Regions from separate parts of the Mus musculus genome. Here region 2 is linked to region 1. A link is a contact called in public HiChIP or PLAC-seq data. All regions are on one chromosome and are shown on one strand. Each heading gives the region's core, a stretch centred on a gene start, on an enhancer-like site or on the middle of the called end of the contact. The rest is flanking DNA. Distances are from core to core; before and after follow the strand shown.

Region 1 (5,360 bases), core at 891-3,390:
ATTGAAAACCCACTGAGGAACAGTTCCAGGCAGTAAGTTTTCTTTTAAAAAAACAAACAAACAAACAAAAAGTCCACAAAAGCCAGAATTATGGGCGGCTAAGGAGTTTCCAAATAAAGAAGGTGGGGGGAACTCTCTCTCCCACAGGTTACAAAGTTTCATTAAGTATCCCAAGTCTTTTACTAAGCACCTTCTTTCCTGTCCGGTCCCCCCTCCACACCCCCCCCCCCGTGGCTATCAAGCAGTCAATAACAATGTCACAAAAGAATGTTTACAAGGTAGGATGTGGGGTGTCGCCTGTAATGACTTTGTATGAAAAATATAAATGATTGTATTTTAACCTGAGGAGAACGTCAGCCTCCTACCATCTCACTGTATTGACAGCAAATGCTTCTCAGACTGCAATTAACAAGGGATTGGAAAACTGGTTAGAGCGCAGATTTTGTTGTTGTTTAATCGCCCCTAAGTCCCTCGTTTCCAAATACTGTGGAAAAGTCACCACTACTCACCGCAAGTAATACTGTTTTAAAGCAAAGGCAGCGTTGGAACAACTTCTGGGAAAGTTGAACTCTTCAACAATTTCTCCCCACTGATTCTTCTCAGAAACCTGTTAAAAACACAGGCACACTTGTCTCAAAGTGCCCAATCCAAGAAAAACCTACCCTAACCTGGAAGCTAAATGCCCCTTCTGCAGAGATCTGTAGACACCTAAGGAGCAGTGGGTGTCTGGGGTCGACCCACGAGAGTTACTAAGCCAGGGCTGCTTGAATCACTATGTTTTCATCAGAGAGCCCTGTATTTAGCAGCACTTGTTTTGTTTTGGGGGGGGGTTGGTGGGTTTGTTTTGTTTTTGAAGCCCGGACAATAACCAATCGCAAGTCCCTCTGTCGCCCCCTTTTAAATCTCAACGCGGTCCGTTTGCAGTAAAGAAAAAAAAAAAAAAAAGTTCAAAAGGATCAATACTGCTCCGGACAGCGACGTCCGCGAGCTCTGGGGGGGCCGGGGCCGGGGCCGACTCCGATCCCTCTCCCAGATCTATCCATCTCCATAGGCCCTTCTTTGAGGCCTACAGCTTCTGCCTAGCCTTGAAGCCTAAGATGGCTATTTGCAGACAGGTCCTGCTTTCTTTTGTTAGCTGTAGAAAGCCAGGGCGAGCGGGCCGAGGCTGTGCCCCCGGCCGCCGGGATCATTTCGCAGCCGATTATCGATGTTAAACCTGCCCGCGCTAATTTTGAGTTGCACGAAAACTGCTCAGAGTCTGTGTGTCTCTGTGTCTCCGCCTGTGCTAGAGCGGCAGCGGCGGCGGCGGCAGCGCTGACTCGCGGGCGGGCGGGCGGGCCGCGGGCTCGGCGGGCGGCGGGCGAGCACTCCACTCGCCCGCGCTCCCCGCCGCGCCGCTCAGACCCCGCGGGGCCGGCCGGACACCGGGCAGGGCGCTCCCCGCCGCCGGGCCGCACCGCCCGCCCAAGCCCCGCGCCCGCCGCGCGCACGCGAGCCACCAGGCCGAAAACAGCCCCGCCGCCGGCCGCCTCCGTGGGCCACCGGCTGCGAGCGCCGAGAACGCCGTGTGTCCCGCCGATCGCCCCCCCGACCCCGGGCGCCTGCTCCCGGGTCGGAGCAGACTTTTCCGAGCAGGCCAGCGAGAGGGAAATACAAATTAAAACTTCCACTCACCTTCGCGAATCCGCCTAAAGTAGTGACTCTGGTGTAGAGCCCGTGAAGATCCAGCTCCTTCCCACCCACCGCAGGGATCTTCTTAAACGGCGACCTGCGGGCGACAGAAAGCCCCGCACTTGTCACCGGGACCCCGCGCCCGCGGCGGGCCCCCGTTCGCCCCGGCTCGCCCCGGCGCTGCCCCCCCGGTCCTGCTCTCACCCTCTGCTGTGGTGGAACTGCCGCAGCTCGTCCAGGAAAGCCAGTCCCTTCCTCCGCTCGTCCGGAGGCGCCTTCCCCGTCGAGTTTGCCATTATTTTGCCAAAGGAGGTCTCCCGAAAAAACCCAGATCGCGGTTCAAACGCGGCCCCCGCTCCCCGCGCTCCCTACCAGCGCCCGGAGCCCATTCCTCGGCCGGCGGTGGCGGGGCTCAGTCATGGGCCGGCGGTGGCGGCGGCGGCGGCGGCGGCGGCGGCGGCGGCGGCGCAGGGAGGGAGGAGGGAGGGGGAGGAGGCGAGGAGGAGGGGAAGGAGGGAGCGGGAGGCCAGGGGGAGCGCAGGGCCGGAGGGAGGGGAATTTCTAAAAAAGTTTAAAGAAACGGGAGCGAAACTAGAGGGGCAGGCGACGGGCGGCCGGGCGCGGAGCCGCGGGGCGAGCGCGGCCCCCACCCTGCCTCGCCGCCTCCCGCGGCCCGGCTCTGGGCCGCCTCTCAGCGCCGCCGGCCCTGGCGGCTCGGCCCGGGGACGCGATTCAACATGGTGCTGCGGCCGGGGGGCGCACGAGCCGACCGGGGGCCGGGCGAGCCGAGGCGAGGGGCCCGGGCGGCCGCAGGCCTGGGAGTTGCGGCGGCGGCGGCGGCGGCGGCGGCGCGGCGGGGCCGGGGCAGGCGGGGCCGCGTGGGGAGGGGGAGGTCTGTGTGGTGGCTTGTGGAGAGCGGGGTGACAGCGTGGATCCGGGCCGCGGCTCCGCGGGGCCCTCGCACACATTCACGCGCGGCGGCGGCGGCGGCGGCCCGGGCGTCCCCGGGCACAGGCTCCGGCGGCAGCCGAGCCGCTGCGCGCCGCCCGCCGGCCTGCCTGCCTGCCCGCCAGCCTCCCGTTCTCTGCTGCCGCCGCCACGGCCGGGCCGCCAGCGCCGCACAGCGCCCCCCGAGGGCCGGCCGCGGCACTGCGCCTGGCTCCACACGGTCGCGGCGGCTCCTCGCGGGGAACAATAGACTCGGCTCGCCCGGCTTAGGGTTCATCTGCAATGTGCAGCACATTTCACACGCACACAAAGCGGGCGGAAAGGGGGGCGGCGCGGGGAAACGGCCACTACCGGTTGTTCCGGGCTTAGGGGTGGAGGCGATGTTCGCGTCCCCGGCGGCGCCCGCCGGGCCTCCGGCCACACTGAGAAGCAGGCTCGCTCGGCGCAGCCCCGGCGGCCGCGGACGAGTCCGCTCGCCCCCTCTGGAGACGTTGCTAGCGGGAGGCGTTGGCCTCCGGGCTTCATCGTGCTAGCACGAAGCCCGCCGAGCACATGGTCCATGATGGGGCCGTAAACTCACTTTGACAAACTGTAGGATCGAATAGGCTGGAAACTGCCTGCCCTACTTTTGTGGAGCTAGAGTAAGGCTTTTCACTCGTCCTCCCTTTTTTGGTCGGTTTGGTGCACCGAACCCGGAGGTACGCAAACGGTAATCGCGCCTGTTGGGAAATAACCTCCCAACTTTGAGAATAACACTGCTTAGGTCTTTTTTTGCACTAGTATCTGAAAAAGAGGGCAAAATGTTTTTCCCTTTCAGTTTAAAAAAAAAGAAAATGTGTACATAGGGAATTCAAAATTTGTATCTTTTTTTTTTTTTAGTACCACTTAAATTTGCATTTACCCGGGTGTTGGAGCCCTCCCCGGTCTGCAAATGTGGAGAGCCTCATGCTTCTCCTTTGGTCTACTAGGATTCCCATTTTAGAGACAGCCACCAGTGGCAAAGTCACTAGCCCAAGGTCACAAGCTGGTAAGAGTCTGGATGGGTTTATTTCAGGTAGTCTTTCCGATGGGAGCACCTATCGGGTGACGGGGAGGAGTATATTAAAAAAAGAGAGAATTATGTAATAGAGCGGAGCGTGCTTCCGGTACTCACTCTAGGAAACGGGTTTATTTCCCAAGTAAAGTTTATGTCTTCAGTGGGGTCGGGATAAGGTGTGGCTAGCAAATTCCTGACACCCGAGGACCAGTGAGTGCCTCGCAAGCCTGTGAGGGGCGGAGACCCTGGCCGAGGAGGAGGAGGAGAAGCCGGCCGGGCCCGAGGCGAGGCGAGGCGCGCTGGTGGGGAGAGCCGGGCTGGGCCAGCGGCCGCCCCTTCCCCCGCCGCCTCAAGGGCAGCGGCGAGCCGGGCTGGCCGGGCTGTGCGGATTCCCTGCGCTCCGCACTTGCGCACGGCCCCTTGCGTAACCGTCAGCGCCGGGGATTCCCTAGAGGGGGGTCACTCTCTGCAACCATTACACACAGCCGAGCTCCGGCCGCCGCGCCTCACAAAATGGCGGCGCCCATGGATCCGCCGGGCGGCCGCTCCCCGGGCCCCATCTTGTGCGCGAGGCGAGAGACCCGTCACCGTGGAATACCTCCGCCGAGGATGCAGCGGACCCGGGGGGGAAGCCCGCGTGGGGTGTGGGGGGGGGGGAAGGACCGCGTTGCCAAGGACGTCGGCGACTCCTGGCCCGGCGCGCCCTGTCCTCTTCCGTCTTCTCCGAGCGAGGCCGCGCGCCACGGGAAGGGTAGCTGAAGGCAGAGGCGGGGTGGGCTGGACTGGACTCGCGGCGGGGTGACCGCGGGCCCCGGATCCGGAGGGACGAGGACCGGGAGGGCCCGCCGCCGTCGTCGTGCGCGCTCGCCCGCGGGGACCGCGGAGGGCCTTCCGGCTCCAGGACCGCGGCGGAATCGGCGATGCCCGCGGTGGCGGCCCAAGGCGACCCGGCGGACGGGCCCTGCAGCCGCGGGCGCCGTGGGGACGGAGGCGGCACGAGCCCTGACTTTTAAAGTCGTCGGAGCCCAACCTGGGACTACTGTACGTTGTTGATGTCTCTAGGTGGACGTCGGAGCGTCCTTCCACCCCACTCCTGCGCCGCCGGGCAGGCAGGCAGGCGGACTGGCCTGCTTGGCTTTGATTGTCAGGTCCAGGAGCAGAGTGGAGGGATGACATGTCGGCCCTTTACAAGGGGGAGGCTGACACTCGGAAGGCAGCGAATGCTACGAGTGTGTGTCTATCCACACACGTACTTAGTAGCAATTTTGGTTTTCAGAGAAAGTGTCAAAGGCTTGGAGGGAATCTAACCTTTTAAAGCTTTTCCAGGAATTTTTTAGGGTTGCTTTCTGTAGAAGAGGTGTAATCCTCAAAACGGAAGTCTACTGATGGATAGAATTTAAATTCTTAACACTTTGACTAGTCTCTGTTTAGTGAATACAAACCTAAAAGTTGATGTTATCGGATGGATCACAGAGCAGTTCAATTTTCCTGAAATCAGCGCGGGGGGGGGGGGAGGGAATAGGAGACCAAAAGCAGCCATCTGGTTATTTGCTTGGAAAGGAAAACTTAAGGGCAGAGGGGAGTTTATCTGGGTTTCTGTGTCATCTTCCAGTTGCATTAGCCATTGTGCTTGTGTGGTTCTGTGGTGACTCGTTGAGATACTATGATGGCACCTGCATATTTCCGTCTGAGCACTGAACAGTCG
Region 2 (5,360 bases), core at 731-3,230, 1.5 Mb before region 1:
TAAAGGGAAGTCGGGGAAGAAACTCAGCGCAAGGACCAAAGCAGAGGCCTTGGCTTTTACTGGCTTCTCCTAGTGGCTTGCTCAGCCTGCTTTCTTATAGAACCCAGGACCACATTCTCAGCATGGCACCGCCCACAGTGGGCTGGGCCTTCCAGATCAATCATTAATCAAGAACTTGCTACAGGCCAGCCTGACAGAGACATTTTCTTACTTGAGGTTCCTTCTTCCCAGATGAGCCTAGCTTGTGTCAGAATGATGAACTAACTAGCCAGGATTGCAAACACTTTTAAAATAAGGTTTTAAAAATAGTATTGTTCTTATTTTATACGTATTGGTTGTTTTGCCCAAATGGATGGCCTCTGCAGGCTTACATGTGTTTGATTCCTGTGAAACTTAGAAGAGGGGGTTAGATCCCCTGAAACAAGACGTACACAAGGTTGTGAGCTACCAAGTGGGTGGTAGGAATAGAACCCAGGTCCTCTGGAAGAGTAACCAGTGTCCCTGACTGCTGAGCCACCTTTTCGGCCCTGATAGAAAACATTTTGAAGCATCATCTACGCAGCAGCAATGTGCTAGTTCCTACAGCAACTATGACAGATCTGCTGGATGATGGTGAACATAGACTCCCAGGGTTAGGAGAGAATTTCACATTAACTACGACCCAACTGGGGCACCCTGGGCCTCTCTGCGTCTCCATGTCCTTGTCTGCCAAGTGACTGCACTCTTATGAGAGTCTGTAGCTGTTAGACTGCAGATGCCCACAAGGCATGCAACCCTGAGTCTAGCACGTCTCTTCCTAGACTCCTGTCTATGTTATCAGGACCTGCTTTGGGAGATTTTTGGCACACTAAAAGCCATTGTTATCCTTGAGTAGTGTAGCCTGGACTTGACGGTCAGAGCCCAGCAGTCAGGAACTGGGGTCATCAGGGAACTGTGGCAAGGGTGGCTAAGAGAAAAGCCCTCAACCTTCAGGAGTCAGCAGGAGTGACTCTAGAGCTCACCTGTGTGCTCTGCTCTGGAAAGCACTGCCCTCTGGTGGCTACCTGGAGAGTCACTGCTGCTCAGTGTCCTCCTTTATTGAGATCCTACTATGTGGCAGTCATTTTTCAGACCACTGATGGTCACTAGCCAATGCTCTATTGGAGAGATGGCCCAGCAGTTAAGAGCACTGACTGCTCTTCCAGAGGTCCTGAGTTCAATTCCCAGCAACCACATGGTGCCTCACAACCATCTGCAATGGGATCTGATGCCCTCTTCTGGTGTGTCTGAAAATGGCTAAAGTGTACTCACATAAATAAAATAATTTTTTAAAAAAATATACAAATCTCACTAAGTGTACACTTGCATATAAATTATATATAAAACCACTTCCTCAACATGTGATTATAAAGCTATACACAAAATAGAAGAAATGTATTAATAGAAGAAAATAGATAAAGTGGATTAAATAGAAGAGCTAAGTTTTTCTCTGGACACATGAGTAGTCTTGTATGCCATACTTTGGAAGCCACTGTTCAAGGGCCCAGAGACCGGAAGACTCAAGCATTGTCCAGTCCATAGGTGATGAAAGTCAACATTAAGAGGTAGATAGGCCATTTCCTAATTTCCAGAAGTTTTTTTTTTTATACACATCTTTTCCCTGCAGCAGCCACACTTATAAAAATGGCCTGGGAAGTAGTTGGGGTGAGCCTTACAGGCTTTGGTTTATTGAAGAGGAAATCGAGGGTCAGGAAGGCGGATGTCTCGTCCATAAGTGACTAGTCTCAGGTGCTGCCTGAGTCAACGCCACAGGCAGTGTCGAGGTGTGGTCATGAGCACCCGTGCGTTTAGAGTCTCTCCCCAGCCATCTCCAGAAGAAGAACACTTTCAGCTAGGCAGGGCCTCCAGCTGCTCCCTGGCCTCTGTCCCAACCACCTCCCCTCAGCACAGCCTCTGCTGTCTTCACAGATGTCGTTGGCTTGCAGCCAGATGCCCGTGGTGTGGCCACATCCCTGGGGCTCAACGAGCGGCTCTTTGTTGTCGACCCACAGGAAGTGCATGAGCTGGTAGGGACAGGCAGGCTGCCAGAGCCCGAGGAACTCTGGGACCAGGAGGCAGGGTGGGTTCTGGGGGGTGGCCACAGAGAATGGAGGAACGTGCTTGCCTCTGGCTGCTCCTGAGTCTTCACTGGGAGAAAAGGGAGGGTGGGCCACAGCATTTAGAGATGCCAAGGGGAAAGAGGGGCTAGCTAACCCTAACTCCAGGGTCTCAAGCCAGAGTTCCAGCATGAGGGAACTGTCAGAACAGTGACCCCTCAGGAGAGCCCATTTTTCACCGTCCACAGACCCGAGAAGCATCTCTACTTCCCAGTGCCCTGTCTGTCTGTCCGCTGTCCCTCTCACCACCACAGGCAGAGTTTTTGTCCCAGGTCCTCCCTGTGTCTGAGCATTCTTCTCCTACAGACCCCACACCCTGAGCAGCTGGGCCCCACTCTGGGTTCTTCTGAGATGCTGGACCTAGTGAGCGCCAAGGACCTGGCAGGCCAGCTGACCGACCATGACTGGAACCTCTTCAACAGGATCCACCAGGTGCAGGAGGTAGAGCAGGAGGAGGAGGGTGTGGGCGGGACACCAGGCCTAGCATGCTGACCTGGTCTTTGGCCCGTCCAGGTGGAGCTGATCCATTATGTACTGGGCCCCCAGCACCTGCGGGATGTCACCACCGCGAACCTGGAGCGCTTCATGCGCCGCTTCAACGAGCTGCAGTACTGGGTGGCCACAGAGCTCTGTCTCTGCCCTGTTCCTGGCTCCCGGGCTCAGCTACTCAGGAAGTTCATCAAGCTGGCAGCCCAGTGAGTGCCTGTTGGGACTGCAGGGTGTGTGGAGATGATGGGGTATGGGGAGGACAGTGGAATGTGCGGAGACAGGGTGGTGTGTTGCCAGTCCCGCAGCCACCCTTTCTTAACCCCTCTCCCTGCCTGCTGCGTTGCCCAATCTGCCTTCTTTTTGTTCTTGGGTTCCCAGAGCCTTTGCCTCTTACTTAACCCACCCACCCTACATCACTGGGGATTTGGCTGTTTCCTCTGAGGGTGTCTGGGTCTTGTGCTCACTCACAGCCTCAAGGAGCAGAAGAACCTCAACTCTTTCTTTGCGGTCATGTTTGGCCTCAGCAACTCGGCCATCAGCCGGCTGGCCCACACCTGGGAGGTGAGTATCCGGGATTCTGCCAAGGCCAGGCTTCTGCCCTCCTGGGAGACGTTAGGGGGCTCTCTCTTCCCAGCCGTGGCCCTTCACCTGTCTCACCTTCACAGCGCCTGCCCCATAAAGTACGGAAGCTGTACTCAGCCCTGGAAAGGTTGCTGGTGAGTATTGGACCCGTTTCCACCTTCCCTGGACCCTGGCTTGGGCCTTTCATGGCTTTTGGTGCCCACCTAGGGCCTGGATCCCTCTGGCCTGTGGTTGTGGGTGCTGGCTGAGGGTACTCAATATAGTGATAGGGGCTTGTGAACTATACTCTACCCTCTGCTATTCATGGAGAGGACATTTGCCCTGGATATGCGACCACAGCAGGCCCCCGGGGATGTCCTGGGTCTGAGTTTCAGGAGGAGTCAGAGGATACCAGGCTCTGGCTGCTCTGCCCAAGGGTTTGGGCTGAACTTGACAGCAAAGAGGTATTCCTTGAGGTAGTGAGCAGAAGACCTACTGTGTGTCATTGTGACCCATTGTGTATCAGGTAAGAGGGTGTCTGTCACTGGACCCTCCCGGACCCTTAAAGGGCTTGTGGACCAGACAAAAGGGCTTGTAAGACTAAAGTAAGGAATGAAACGGGAGTGGGAACTTTTTTGAAGGTTTTGTAGTGTTCCAGAGAGAAGAAAGCCAAGGTGTTTTCAGTCTTGGGTGTTCTCAAGAAAACTGGGTGTTCAGGGGAACACACCCACCGGAGAGATAGAGAGGCTGAGAGGTTTTCCTAGAAACCTGGGGCCCTCTGGGATTAATCACCATGAAGATTTCCTGGGGTCACTGGGAACTTAGAAAGCCAGGCCTCAGTGCTGTTTGGTCTACCACAGACCCTGCCTCGGTGAGCCTCCGTATGAGGGGAGGCTGGCTTGGAGTCTCTCGAGTGTGGCCTGGGTCTGTGGTGGGCCATCATATGCAGCCTCCATCAGGGCAGCCTTCTTTCCTCACAGGACCCTTCCTGGAACCACCGAGTGTACCGATTGGCTCTCACCAAGCTCTCCCCTCCTGTCATCCCCTTCATGCCCCTGCTGCTCAAAGGTAGGCCCCTTAACACTCTGTAGCAATGACAGCTGAAGGGCTGACACCCAGGGAGCGCTCAGCTCAATCAGAGGTTGACAAGCTGAAAGAAGTTAGGGCAGGAACACAGCAGGGCTGCGCCGAGGCTGTGGTAGATACCCCAGGAGATACCAGCGAGTTGCCATGGCTCCGAGGCTACTGCAGGCTAAGCGCAGTGTGACTGGGACAGGACCTAGGCTTCCGACGGTTGGCCCCTCAGCTTTCTTGGGATGCAGGAGGGGGAGGTGTTTGGGGACCTATTAGCAAAGAAAGTCCTCCCTTTGCAGACGTGACCTTCATCCATGAGGGGAACCACACACTGGTAGAGAACCTCATCAACTTTGAGAAGATGGTGAGTTCAGGAAAGTGGGCTCCCACCTCCAGTCTGGGTTGGCAGTGTGACAGCTGCCCAGGAAGGGGCAGGGGTGGGTTTCCACTGATAGAACCTGAGTCCAGGCATGCATGCAAGTAACCCCAGTAGTCAGGAGGCAGACTGGAGGATTCTATATTTAAGAACAGCCTGGGCTATAGAGAGACCTTGTTTTTGATTTTGGGGTTTTGTTTGTTTTTTGTTTTTTTGTTTTTGTTTTTTTGGGGGTGTTTGTTTGTTTGTTTGTTTGGTTTTTCCCGGGACAGGGTTTCTCTGTGTAGCCCTAGCTGTCCTGGAATTCACTCTGTAGACCATACTGGCCTCGAACTCAGAAATCCGTCTGCCTCTGCCTCCCAAGTGCTGGGATTCTTGTGTGCGCCCCCCCCCCTTTTTTTTTTTGGTTTGTTTTTTGTTTTAAAGTAGTTCCTGTCTCATTCTACTGCATGTGGGAGGGTCTGCCTTTAGGGCTACTAGATGATAGCCTCAAACATCACACTGTTCTGGGCTGGAGAGATGGCTCAGTGGTTAACAGCACTGACTGCTCTTGCAGAGGTCCTGAGTTCAATGCCCAGCTGGTTAATGGGGTCTGATGTCTTCTTCTGGAGTGTCTGAAGACAGTGACCACGTATATCATACAGATAAATATATATCATACAGATAAATAGATCTTATTTTTAAAAAATCATCACACTGTTCAATAAGAGCCCTTTCTACTCCTA

What was found. HiChIP or PLAC-seq counts read pairs in DNA pulled down with a chosen protein or histone mark.
Region 2: an HNF4G HiChIP or PLAC-seq map of pancreatic cancer cells shows a contact between it and region 1. The contact joins the enhancer-like site here to the promoter of Arid2 in region 1. A contact is called at or near these places in 3 of 39 promoter capture datasets (hippocampal neurons, liver and pre-B cells), 2 of 115 datasets of contacts at active chromatin or transcription factors (embryonic stem cells and pancreatic cancer cells) and 1 of 9 other capture datasets (liver).

What each region holds. Positions count from the first base shown.
Region 1 is chr15:96,284,302-96,289,661 of GRCm38.p6, reverse strand. Arid2 (AT rich interactive domain 2 (ARID, RFX-like)) reads right to left here and starts at 2,140. Exons shown (of 21, transcript NM_175251.4): 1 at 1,876-2,140; 2 at 1,675-1,768; 3 at 510-607. The coding sequence starts at 1,967. Gm38469 (spidroin-2) reads left to right here and starts at 2,264. Exons shown (of 3, transcript XM_011245785.3): 1 at 2,264-3,646. The coding sequence starts at 2,409. The coding sequence ends at 3,152.
Region 2 is chr15:97,747,476-97,752,835 of GRCm38.p6, reverse strand. It overlaps Rapgef3 (Rap guanine nucleotide exchange factor (GEF) 3), which reads left to right. Exons shown (of 28, transcript NM_001177810.1): 19 at 1,948-2,045; 20 at 2,442-2,567; 21 at 2,649-2,830; 22 at 3,095-3,185; 23 at 3,290-3,340; 24 at 4,166-4,253; 25 at 4,559-4,623. Among named protein-coding and RNA genes, the nearest start is that of Gm33531, 9.1 kb to the right of the region's middle. Within about 2 kb of position 1,980, at least 185 of the 459 cell types and tissues checked have an H3K27ac peak or open chromatin away from gene starts, as enhancers often do. A contact at or near this core is called in pancreatic cancer cells and pre-B cells, where this site is marked.